Linked DNA regions of Nomascus leucogenys: region 1 is linked to region 2. Evidence: chromatin contacts called from public Hi-C data. All regions are on one chromosome and are shown on one strand. Each heading gives the region's core, a stretch centred on a gene start, on an enhancer-like site or on the middle of the called end of the contact. The rest is flanking DNA. Distances are from core to core; before and after follow the strand shown.

Region 1 (6,721 bases), core at 1,177-3,676, 150 kb before region 2:
CTTCACCCTTGAACCTGGGTTGGCCTTGCCATTTGGTTTAGTTGATACAACTGTGGAAGTGGACTAGTGCCGATTTTGAGCCTAGACTTTGAGAGACCTTGCACCATTCCACTCTTGCTCTTGAAGCCCTGCAGCTCCATGTGAACAAATTAGGCTAGCCTGTTAGTAGATGAGATACATGCGACCTACTTGCCTCAGTTGGCAGCTAGCCACTTCTCAGAAGCAGAGCCTTCTGACTGCCTGGCGATGAACCCGTATGCATGAGGGGGTCCAGCTGAGATCAGAACTGCCCAGCTAAGCCCAGCCTCAAATACTGACCCATAAAATCATGAACTAAATAAGTAGTTATTGTTTTAAGCCACATCTAAGTTTTGGGGTGTTTTATTATGCAGGAAACACTGATGAATACAAGCACTGAACATGCGTCAAACTCTGGTATTTGCAATCAGGCAGACTCCCGGGAGTAAAGACTTGTGCAGAGATGATAGAATAATGGGTATAATGCACTAAGTGCTCTGGAGAAGCAAAAACAGTAGGAATAGAAGAGGTGGATTTGAGCTAGGGAGGGATCTTGTCTCTGTGGGGTTAGAGGGTCCAGGATGATCTGCCTGGGACAGGGGACTGGCTGAGGGAAAGCATGAATGTTGGAAACCCCAGGCTGGGGCCATCAGCCAGCAGTATATACTGAGCCCTTGCCATGGGTACAGAAACACTGTACTGGCTGTCTCAGGTCTGCGTATGGACTAGCAGGGGAGAGAAGACATCCACGTATAAAAGTTGGGTAGAAGTGTCATGCTGGTTTTCAGTGAAAACAGAAGTAGCTATGTCTGCTTTGTCCACAGTGGCAAGCAGCATCTCAGCTTGGGCAGAATGGGACTCTACCCATTAGTTATTTATATCTGGTAGTTGGTATATATCTGGCAGGGATGTGGTGTTGATGGGTTGAGAGAGGTCTCCATAGTTTTCCCTGGGAAGGCACAAGGGGTCAGAAAACATGGCTGCTTAAGTATCCACTTGACTGGTAACCCCTTGAGGGCAGAGTCTGTGTCTGATTCATGTCAGTATACCCCAAGACACAGGGCCTTACATATACTAAGCATTCAGTTTCAAAAGACTTAGTTTGGAGATATTTATCATCCTCTACTCTTTATTCCTACTAACCTATTGTAGTTTTTTCCTAGGGCTGTTATAACAAATGGACATAAACTGGGTGGCGTAAAGCAACAGAAGTTTATTCACTTACAGCTCTGGAAGCTATTAAGTCCAAAATCAAGGTGTCTGGAGGGTTAGTTCCTTTTTGGAGGCTCTGAAGGAGGAATTATTCCCTGCCCGTTCCTAGCTTCTGGTCCCTGCTGGCAGTGATTGGCACTCCTGGCCTTGGAAATGCATCAGCTGATCCCTGCCGCCATCACCACCGGTGGTTCTCCCTGTGCGTCTCTTCTGTGTCTCTTCTCTTACAAGGACACCAGTCTCAGTGAATTAGGGGCCCGCCCTACTCCAGCATGACCTTAACTCATTACATCTGCAATGGCCCTACTTCCAAATATCACATTCTGATGAACTTTAACATATTGTTGGGGGTGGAGAGGGCATAAGTAAACCTTTAACATCCATCGAGGCCCAAGGTAATGTGTATTCTTTGACTGCCTAGACCCCCTAGAGGCGGAATTAAATATTCTTTTTTCTTTGAAACAGAGTCTCACTCTGTCCACTCAGGCTGGAGTGCCGATCTCGGCTCACTGCAACCTCCGCCTCCCGGGTTTAAGCGATTCTCCTGCCTCAGCATCCCGAGTAGCTGCGGCTACAGGCGCCCGCCACCACGCCCGGCTAATTTTTGTATTTTTAGTAGAGACGGGGGTTTTGCCATGTGGGCCAGGCTGGTCTCGAACTCCCGACCTCAGGTGATCCGTCTACCTCAGCCTCCCAAAGTGCTGGGATTACAGGCGTGAGCCACCGCGCCCCGCCCTCAAGTCATATTTTATAGATGAGAACATTAGGATTGGAGACGCAGAGCCGAGACACAGGGCCTTGCATATACTAAAAACCTCAATGGGCACCCGAAGTCATCATAGGAAAAGTTCCCTATGCTCCATGTTCACGTGTTTCGAAGTATCCCTGATCTGGCTAATTCAACATCATTCCCTCGAGAAAACCCAATCTGGAGCCCCGGTCCTATAGACCCTGGGATGTACTGCACGTACCACTCTGTATCTCCGCCCTCTCAGGCGTTCTCCCTCTAGAAGCAGCACACAAAGCGGTTACTCCCTGCGGGCGGGAGCGCGCGGGCTGCCCTTCCGCGCGCCACCCCCGCGCGCGCCGCTCCCGCGCTGATTGGCTGCGCGCAGCCCAGGCCCAGCCTGCTCCCGCCGCGGCGCCGGTCCTGGCGCGGGGATTGGCGGAGTGGCCGCGCGCGCAGATCCCGCAGCCCCGCGCGCCCCGCCCCGCCAGCTCGGAACTCGCCTGGGGCGCCGCCGGAGGCGGAGGGAGCGTGACTGCGCTGCGCAGGGCGCTAGGAGGCATTGTCGCCGTAAGTGGAGCCAAAAGCGGCCCGGAGCGGGACCACACGCTTCTTGCCCCGCAAAGTAAACGTAGTCCGAGGTCAAGCGTTGCAGGGGCTGGGGGAGAGAGGGCGAGAAGTGTCCCGATTTTTGCAGCGTCCCCTCCCCTCCCCTCCCCCAGGTCACCCGGTGGAAAAGAGCAGCGGTGCACCAGCGGCGGCTCTGGCGGTGCCAAGGGGCCCGGCATGCGCGGGCTCTTGCTTGCTAACTGCACTTGGATCCCGATGGTTCAGGGGAGTGGGTGCAGAGGTGCCAGGGAATGGGGAGCTCGGAGAAGCGCTCCCGGGCGGGCCTCCATTCCTCGCGGGAGGCGCCCTTGCTTGGAGAGGCTGCTGTGTATTTCGTCCCCGAAGCGACACTTTCGGGGTTTGCTTCCGCTCTGGGGAGCTGCAGACGCCTGCTCTAGAGCGTGCCTCTCGGCCTCCGGGCAGCGTGGGAGCCCCGGGCCCTCTGCGATCACTACCATTCTTCCCTCTGCCAGCTTTATTCTCCCAGTCCCCGCCTGCCGGGCCAGCGGACGAGGTGCCATTGGCTGCAGGCACCGGGGGTGAGGCGGGTCCTGGCACGCGGGGCGGGGGGACCCTTGCCTGGCTACCGCGCGTAGTGCTGGAGGCTCAGTCCGAGGATGCCTAGATGTTAGCGAGGGAGCACGCGCTGAGCTTCCCGAACCCCATGCCACAAAAACAAGGCGCCAGCAGGTCCTGCTCTCGTCCCAGCGGGCTTCTTTCCCTGGGGTGGGAAAGTGGGTCAACTTCGTTCTGATCTGAAGGGGGGTTTGGGACTGTTTCGGTCGCTCCTCACCTCCCCACCCGCTCCCCGGCTTGGCATGGTCCAGAGCCCGGGCTGGAGCCAGCGGAAGGGCCAGCTCGCACACATGGCTCCGGAGGCTCCGGTTGCCCATCCGAGCTGCTGCCAGGCTCTAACGTTCCCAACTGACAACACCAGTAACTAAATATAGGAGCAGATGGTGGGGACGGGCTGTCGCAGCGGCTCCTTTGCAGAGGTCTCCGGACTGCAGATAAGGTAGAGTTATTGATGGTAAGGGCTGGAGTCAGGAGGCCACGTCAGGGTTTAAGCAAAAATCACTCCTCCCCCAGCCAGCCTGAGTCCAGGTGAAACCAGGTTATAGGGACAGGAGGGCTGTATTGCCAGCTCCCCCAAAGCAGGACAACGTTTTTGTCTGGCATTGAATTTATTACATCCAAACTTCCTCTCTACACCTGTTTAATTACCTACTGGTAATGCCTTGGTGTGGGAAACATGTAATGGTTTGCAAAGTCCTTTCCCAAAAGTTACATATCAGTTACTTCCCACAATAATCCAGTGAGGAAGGTGGTATTTCCATTTTACAAATGGGACTGCTCTCAACACTGTTAACTTTGCTAAACTATGGATTTGGCTGCCTTCCTCAAAAAACTTCTCTTAGTTCGCTACACAGAAGCAGAGGACAGCCTTGTAAGAGGGCTGCAGTTCCCTTCCTCAGTAATCTGGGAGCCCATTGTCTCCCTGTCTCTCTCTCTCTCCTGAATCTCTCTGCGCACCTGCTGCTCAGCCCCTGTCCCTTTCCCCTGACCATGCCATGTGCCTTCACACCCCCCTAGGCCTGGCCCTGTAGCCTTACTAGTATCAGGCTCATCCTGCCTCCCAGTGGGAAGCTTGTTCTAGCCCATACCCGGTCTTTGCCCCTTTAATCCCACAGTGGGGGCCTTATGGAAGGTGCCCAGGAGACGTTTGCTGGATTTAAACATTTCACCGGACCAGGATGCTCACTCTGAGGAACGGGGTTGGGGGGTGTGTGGACAGGGCCATGCTTTGAGGATGTAGGCAGTGTGAGTATGAGCTTCCACCCTGTGTTGACGTGTCTCTGGGATTTGGAGTGCTTTCCTTGACAATTTCAAAGGCCTACCCTCTATTGCCTGGGACTGGCTGGGACCAGTAGTGCCAGCTGGCTGGGGTGCCCCAAGCGGCAATCTGGCCCATGTGGGCTGATGGTGTCTGTTTCTCTCTTTTGGGACACTCTGTGACTCTCCACTACCACCATCCCTGCAGATGGCATAGACCAGGTACCCCGAGGAGCCCAGGCCTGTCAGCTGGACTTCATGAAACAATTCTTCCTTGTGGAGGAAGGGGCAGTTTTAGGTGAAGGGAGGATGGCTTCCTAGCTAGTTAATAAGTGTGGTAATTTTAAGCAGCAGGAACCTTTTGGGGGTCCTGAGCACGTTTGTGCTGTACTCAGAGCATCCTCCATCCTCTGGCATAGAAGGAAGGGGCCCTTCTTCCTATTGAATTGCCCTGACACTTAGACTTTACATGTTGTTTCTGTTCCTGTACCTGTGTCCACTCTGACCCACACAATAGGATGTCTGAACTTGCCACCAGTGGTGAAATTTTTAATCTGACTAGTTTTCATCAGTGGTCTAAGGCAAGGGTCCTCAACCCCTGGGCTGTGGATGGCATAGGTCCGTGGTCTGTGAGGAACCAGCTGCACAGCAGGAGGTGAGCATCAGTAAGCATTACCGCCTGAACTCTGCCTGCTGTCAGACCAGCGGCCGCATTAGATTCTCCTAGGAGCCTGAACCCTATTGCGAACTGCGCATTCGATGGATCTAGGTTGTGCACTCCTTATGAGAATCTAATGCCTGATGATCTGAGGTGGAATAGTTTCATTCCTCTCCCACTACAGTGGGAAAAATTGTGTTCCAGGAAACCGAAAAGGTTGGGGACCGCTGGTCTAAGGCACCACCTCCCCCACCTGGTGGCAGCTAGTAGAATTGCAGGCATAGTGCCTGATTGAAAGTATTCAGCCCAGGTGATCCCACCAGGGCTACCCCGACCCTGGGCAGCTTGGTGGCTTCCCTTCCTTTCTCTCTCTGCTGTGAGGCCAGGATTGCTTCAGTGCTGTTCTTCAGAAAGCTCTTCCTCATCAGAATCGCAAGTCAGAGCTGTTTCCCGCATTTCTTTCCCCCTCTTCATTCTTATCTCTCATACCTAGGAGATGCTCAGTAAATGTTTATGATTATTGGTGATGAATTGGAGATGGAGAAAGGAGGGAGCATGGAATGGTGGGAAGAGTCCTAGGCTGGGACTTAGGATACCTAGGTTTTTTGTTTTCGTCTAGCTGATTTGCCTCCCCTCTTGGGTCCTCAGCTTTCCCATTCATAAAGGGGTTAGAACAAGTCACCAAGATGCTAGCAACATGGCTATGATTTAGGCTTGGGGGTACGGTCTTCGAGGCAGCATGGTGAAGTTGTTGGGTCCAGTTTGCCACAGTCCTTTCTATTCCCTTCTGCCCTGCACTGGCTCGCCTTATGCAGATTGGCCACCTGGCACTGTTAGGCATTTGGTTTTTGACCCTTCTCAATTTAGACAGTGTCTTAGATTTGTTGTAAGAGTCTCTTGACCTGTATTCAGATTGGAAACACAAATGATGTCTGTTGATCATCACCATTAGGGGATGCTAACTAAGACCTGTGTTCAGTGTGTGGAGAGAAGCACAGTATAGGTCTATTCCCTGCCCCCAACCTGCCCACAGGCCAACGGGGGAGACAAGTGTTTGTTTGTTTATTTATTTATTTTTGAGACAGAGCTTTGCTCTTGTCGCCCAGGCTGGAGTGCAATGGCATGATCTCGGCTCACTGCAACCTCTGCCTCCTGGGTTCAAGCGATTCTCCTGCCTCAGCCTCCCGAGTAGCTGGGATTACAGGCATGTGCGACCATGCCTGGCTATTTTTTTTTTTTTGAGCCCGAGGTTCACTCTTGTTGCCCAGGCTGGAGTGCAATGGCACAATCTCAGCTCACTGCAACCTCTGCCTCCTGGGTTCAAGTGATTCTTCTGCCTCAGCTTCCCGAGGTGCCTGCCACCATGCCCAGCTAATTTTTGTATTTTTAGTAGAGATGGGGTTTTACCATGTTGGCCAGGCTGGTCTTGCATTCCTGACCTTAGGTGATCTGCCCACCTCGGCCTTCCAAAGTGCTGGGATTACAGGTGTGAGCCACCGCGCCCGACCATTTTTTTTTTTTTTTTTTTGTATTTTTAGTAGAGATGGAGTTTTACCATGTTGGTCAGGCTGGTTTCCAACTCCTGACCTCAAGTGATCCACCCACCTAGGCCTCCTAAAGTGCTGGGATTACAGGTGTGAGTCACTGTGCCCGGCTGACAAGTG
Region 2 (5,926 bases), core at 2,044-4,543:
GTTCCCATAATGTAATGCCCTGTACTTCCTATATCATTCTACTCACCCAAATTTATTATAATTATTTGTTGAAGTCTGTCTTTCCTCTAGACTATAAGTTCTGACTATAAGGCCTAGTAGGGCTACATCCCTACCCACCTATCACAGAGCATGACCACAGTAAGTGTTAAATAAGACTTAGTTATAGATTTGAAAGTTTTCATGTTATAGGACCTGTAGGTGGTAGTTGACACCAAAGATATACATGAGATAATCTAGACAGAGAGTATCGCTCTAGAGAGAGAGAGAGAACATGAGAAATAAGAAAGACAATGATGATTAAGATGATGAAATTAAGACGGCTGAGAAGGAGAATGAGAAATGAGTAGCAAAGAAGTAGGAACGGGCCGGGCATGGTGGCTCACGCCTGTAATCCCAGCACTTTGGGAGGACGAGGCAGGCGGATCACGAGGTCAGGACTTCGAGACCAGTCTGGCCAACATGGTGAAATCCAGTCTCTACTAAAGGCACAAAAAATTAGCCGGGCGTGGTGGCGTGCGCCTGTAATCCCAGCTACTCTGCTTGAACCCGGGAGGCGGAGGTTGCAGTGAGCTGAGATCGCACCACTGCACTCCAGCCTGGGTGACAGGGTGAGACCCCATCTCAAAAAGAAAAAAAGAAGTAGGAAGAACATGAGAAGAGAATGTAGTCATGGCCTGGCGCCGTGTCTCATGCCTGTAATCCCAACACACTGGTAGGCTGAGGTGGGCGGATCATTTGAGGCCAGGAGTTCGAGGCTAGCCTGGTCAACATGACGAAAACCCATCTCTACTAAAAATATTAAAATTAGCCAGGCATGGTGGTGCATGCCTGTGATCCCAGCTACTCAGGAGGCTGAGGTACAAGAATCACTTGAACCTGGGAGGTGGAGGTTTCAGTGAGCCGAAATCACACCACTGTACTCCAGCCTGGGTGACAGTGAGACTCTGTTTCAAAAAAGAAAAAAAAAAAAGAAGAGAATGTAGTTGCAAGCCAAGGAAAGAAATTAGAGACACCCAACAGGGTCACCCACAGCAAAGGGGACAGGATATGGACTGAAAAGTGCCACTAGATTTGGTCACTGAGTGAGAAAGATAATATTTCAGAAGAGATGGACTCCTTCTTTGTAAAACTAATGTACTTAAGGAGGTATTTTCCACCTTTACATTAATTCCTCTACCCATCCATCCAGCAAAGATTCACTAAACATCTACTCTAGGCTGTGTACTGTGCTAGGCCCTAGGGAGACATGGTAGACCAAGGTCCTTTTGGGTCTATGGGCTCACTACACTTGCCTGCAAAGGAAAGTTACAATGCACCAGGGCTGGGTGTTTTACCAGAGCTGGTACTGACTGGCTCTCTGAATACATTCAGTGAAACAAGAGCCAGTGTGCAAGTCCTGGAGGTCAGTGAGACTTTATTATCTTGCTCTGAGCTGGCAAGAGGCAAAGGGAAAGTGTATGTAGAACATTATTATTGCATCATGGCTGTCTTCTTAAGTCAGTCACAGATGAGAGTCTGGGTTTTTCCAAGAAAATTGGTTCCATCTGCTCAAAGGCAGAAAAGTGATAGACCAGATCAATCAAAAGAGCATCCCCTTAAAATATTCTTTGAACTTGATCCTACTTTTTTTCTGAAACAGAGTCTCGCTCTGTCACCCAGGCTGGAATGCACTGGCGTGATCTCAGCTCACTGCAACCTCCGCCTCTTGGGATCAAGTGTTCTCCTGCCTCAGTCTCCCAAGTAGTTGGGATTACAGGCGAGTGCCACCACGCCCAGCTAATTTTTGTCTTTTTATTAGGTACAGGGTTTCACTGTGTTGGCCAGGCTGGTTTCGAACTCCTGACCTCAGGTCATCCACCCACCTTGGCCTCCCAAAGTGCTGGGATTGAAGGCGTAAGTCACCGCACCTGGCCTTGACCCTAATTATTGACTAAACTATTGCTTCGCTAATTTTTTTTCCTGCGCTTCTGTTCTAACAGCAGTAAAACAGTGTGGTGAAATGTTCAAAAAAATCAGTGAATCACAGCCTTCTGAAAATTAATGGGTGTCAGTGGGGCTTGGGAGTTGGATGGAGACAAAGGGAGGGACACCATAACTAACTGGAGATCTTACTAGGTTTTCATTTAATATTCATTTTTTACAATAGACATTGTTTTGAAAAAAAGAGTTTAATTCAAAATGTCATTAAGGCACATTATCTTTAATGCTCTAGAAAAACAGTTATTTAAAGAAATCCTGGCCATGAAATTAAAAAAATAAATACAACCAGGCATTCTTTGAAATGTGAATAATAATTTCCTAATTTATATTTAGGATTTTGGATATACTTTTTTTCTTTTACATGTATTCCTGGGGAGGTAAGTGATGCGAATATTTGCCCACTGCCTCAATCAGACTTTAGTTTTTGGGGTCTGGCCTGATATGATGGAAAATATAAACAGGAAGATCAGAGGAGCCTGTCCCTGAGAACACTCCTTCACGGGACTCTAGCTCACGCCTGGACCTTCCCAGTGCTTCCATCTGAAGCCCCTGGAGACCCAGGTGGGTTAAGTAGGGCGGCAGGGGTTGGATGGGGCGGGGGGGGGGGGGGGGACGCGGGGCGTAAATCCTCCCCCACTGGGGAGGGTGACAGTAACAACTTCCAGAGTGTTTACAAAGATACAGGCTCTGCTTCAGGCATTTGACGTGTATTAACTCGGGTAATCATCCCAGTAACTCATGAAATAGTTATATTATTATCTTCACTTCCCAGATAAGCAACGGAGTCAGAGAGATTATAGAAATTTGGAGGAGCGAGTACCTTACTGGTAGCCACTAGGGGTGTCAGTAATATGGCTCAACTTTGTTACGACGGATCAGAAAAATGCTCACCTTTAAGACCACAAGCAGAGCCTGTCTGGGGAAGCAGGTGACTTATCAACGCCTTTTGAGATAAGGAATAGGTCTGCGGGGAGGAGTGTGTGTGAATCGAAGGTGAGTTCCCTGTGTGCGTGGTCGGCGGTCAACTCCTAGCTAGTCCAAGCTTTGAGCCTGCGCATTTGCCCTCCCGGGTCAGAGCCCAAAGCCGAAGGAACAGAGCCAGCGCCGGCGGCAGCCACGTGGCCCAGCCTCTGAGCCCCGGCTGCAGTCGCGGAGGCTGGGCCCGAGGGGCGGGGCTGGGGAGTGCGGACGCCCGGGCCTGGCGGAGTGCGCCGGCGCACGGGGTTGGCCCGGCTTGGGTGGGAACACTAGCGGAGCCGCGTTAAAGGCGCTCCCCGCCCCGCCCGCCGGTCCAGTGCTCGCAGTGCGCAGGCGCGGGGCTCTGTCCTTGTCAGTCGGCGCCGCGTGCGGGCTGGTGGCTCTGTAGCAGCGGCGGCGGCAGGACTCCGGCACCATGAGCGGCTTCAGCACCGAGGAGCGCGCCGCGCCCTTCTCCCTGGAGTACCGAGTCTTCCTCAGTGAGTGTCTGCGGCCCGCGGCCCTCTCAGCGCCCGTCCGCCCATTCATTCCCGGGCCTTGCCTCCCCGGGAGGGTGCGGCTCGCGCTCGGCCCCAAGTCTCCGACGCGGGCCCGTCTCCTCGGGCGCGTTGTGGGGCCTGGCCGGCCTCACATTGCATACTTGCCGCCGCCGGTCGGGGCGGCGGGGGTCGCCTCCGGCCATCCCTCCCCGCCCAACGGAGATGGTCCCTTTCTCACGCCCCGGGGTACCCGAACCTGGGCCCAGCTAGTTTCGCAGGTGTCTGGCTCTGACAGGGTCTGATGGGAAAAGGAAATCACCGACCCACCCTAGAAAGGTGCTTGGAAGTAACATAATCCCCGTAAGAGGATTCCTGAGTTTGGAGAAACGGCGACTCCGAGGGGGGCAGTGACTTCCTAAAGACCTTAATTCCGCCGCCGTAGCTCAGATTATCCGCGCTGAGCAGAGCCAAGTCCACCCCCTCGTTTTGCCCGGATCGGGAGCCGTCTGTGAAGGCGCTGGACCGGTCCTCCGGGGTCCCGGTAGCGATCCTGCCTCTCCGCCGCCTGTTTCCCCTCAGCGCCGATGCTGGGAAACCTTATGAAACAGAAAGCTGTTTCCCTCAAATCAGACAGATGACGTCAATCTGGAAACATGACTGAGAAAGTGCCAAGTTTTTACCTTTGCAGGATTCGGCGTCTAGGGGGTACCTACCCCGGGTCCTGCACCTAGGGCTGCACGGGGAAACCGGGAGGCTGCATGCTGGCGCCCTCCACGCTCCTTACTTAGGGCACCACCTTTTTTTGGCCTTGTAGGTGGAGGAAAGCTACTTGGGGTTTTTCTTTATCCTCTTACTCCCCCCACCCCCAGCTACTAGGAGTAGATTATGGGCGATAACGGAGGCGTTCGTAAATGTGTCACCACAGGCGCTTCTATTTTAACCTCTTTACAGTTTTATTTGGAAGGAAATGAGCAGGTACCTCGAACTCTGAGTTGGTGTATGAAGGACGGAGAAGCGGGGAGTAGAGGGGACGAATGGGAATAGGCATTGAAGGAACAAAAAGTAGCCTGGTGCAGGAGGAAAAGGAAAGTGAACTGTAAAGCTTACACATCTAGCCGAAGGTTAACTATCAGGTGAGGGTGAGAACTACCCCCTACTCCCCATTTTATTTAATTTTGCAATTAAGCAGCAAGGGCGGTGCAGTAACTTTTGACTAATAATTCATGGGACTGTTTTTCTGGAAATAGTGTTGGCTCCAGAATTTCTCTGTAGGAAAGGCTTACAGAGGTGACTGTCTGGTTTGTAGGTGAGGAGTGGATCTTCAAGCTATATATGCAGAACAAACACACTGCTTTTACTTAGGTTATTTATTTGCAATTAATATTTGGTGGCCGTTATGGGAGACCAAAGCTACTCCTAGAATTTGGCACTAGCTGAAGTAACTGTTTTTATCAAGTGGAACTCTCTGGAACTTAAGAAATACTAATAATTAGAACCCACTATATAGCTATTAAATTTTAAGTGCTTTATCCTTCCTTAATAGAAATAAACTTTTTTAAGCTTTATAATATTACATTTGTCAATTTCTTTAAAACTGATAAAGAGCTGGACAGACTGCAAAGTCACAATTGGCCCTAAAGGGAGTTTTATGTTTTATTGTTTGTTTTTTGAAACAGAGTCTCACTCTGTTGCCCAGGCTGGAGTGCAGTGGCATGATCTCGGCTCACTGCAACTTCAGCCTCCCAGGTTCAAGTGATTCTCCTGCCTCACCCTCCCGAGTAGCTGGGATTACAGGCACTTGCCACCATGCATGAGTAATTTTTGTATTTTTAGTAGAGACGGGGTTTCACCATGTTGACCAGCCTGGTCTTGAATTCCTTACCTCCAGTGATCCACCTGCTTTGGTCTTCCAAAGTGCTGGGATTACAGGCGTGAGCCACCGTGCCCGGCCTCCACTTTGATTTTTAAACTTGAAGGGATGCGATGTGGACAGTCCTTAGGTTTCCTAAAGAATACTGAAGAAGTTTTAAAATTACTTTTTGGCTATAGTTAGGTCTCTAGAATATATTAGTAATATATATCTAGAATATAATAGAAATTATTTGTGAAGATGTTTGTTGCAACTTGATTATCCTTAAAGAAAGTCATAATCTAAGATGGCTGGCTGTCTTCCCGGAACACGACTTTTAGCAACATTGTTTATAATTGAGTAAAGTGGTCCCCTCCCTTCCTCCCAAATACTTCATAATGGTTCTGTAAACTTAACTGATGTAAGATCAGTCCAAAACGATTTAATCATCCAAAACAATTTAATCGCCTTTTGTGTCCTCAGTAGTCTCTGCTCTCAGTATAGAAATTAGTACTTATTAGATGCCTACAGAGTGCATAGGATGTAAACTCAGCCTAGCCTGGGAGTACAGTCAGGAGAAAAGTATACAGCCAGTTTTTCTAGTGTAAGAATAATATCT

Evidence for each region. Hi-C and Micro-C count contacts between places; a contact is called where the count stands out from the background.
Region 1: a contact with region 2 is called in a Hi-C map of a lymphoblastoid cell line, with 4 times the contacts expected there. The contact joins the promoter of LRRC20 here to the promoter of PPA1 in region 2. A contact is called at or near these places in 2 of 4 Hi-C or Micro-C datasets (a lymphoblastoid cell line and an unstated tissue).

Annotation. Positions count from the first base shown.
Region 1 is chr18:20,432,338-20,439,058 of Asia_NLE_v1, reverse strand. It overlaps LRRC20 (leucine-rich repeat-containing protein 20), which reads left to right and starts at 2,426. Exons shown (of 5, transcript XM_030798517.1): 1 at 2,426-2,527.
Region 2 is chr18:20,281,151-20,287,076 of Asia_NLE_v1, reverse strand. PPA1 (inorganic pyrophosphatase) reads left to right here and starts at 3,293. Exons shown (of 11, transcript XM_003271198.4): 1 at 3,293-3,458. The coding sequence starts at 3,395.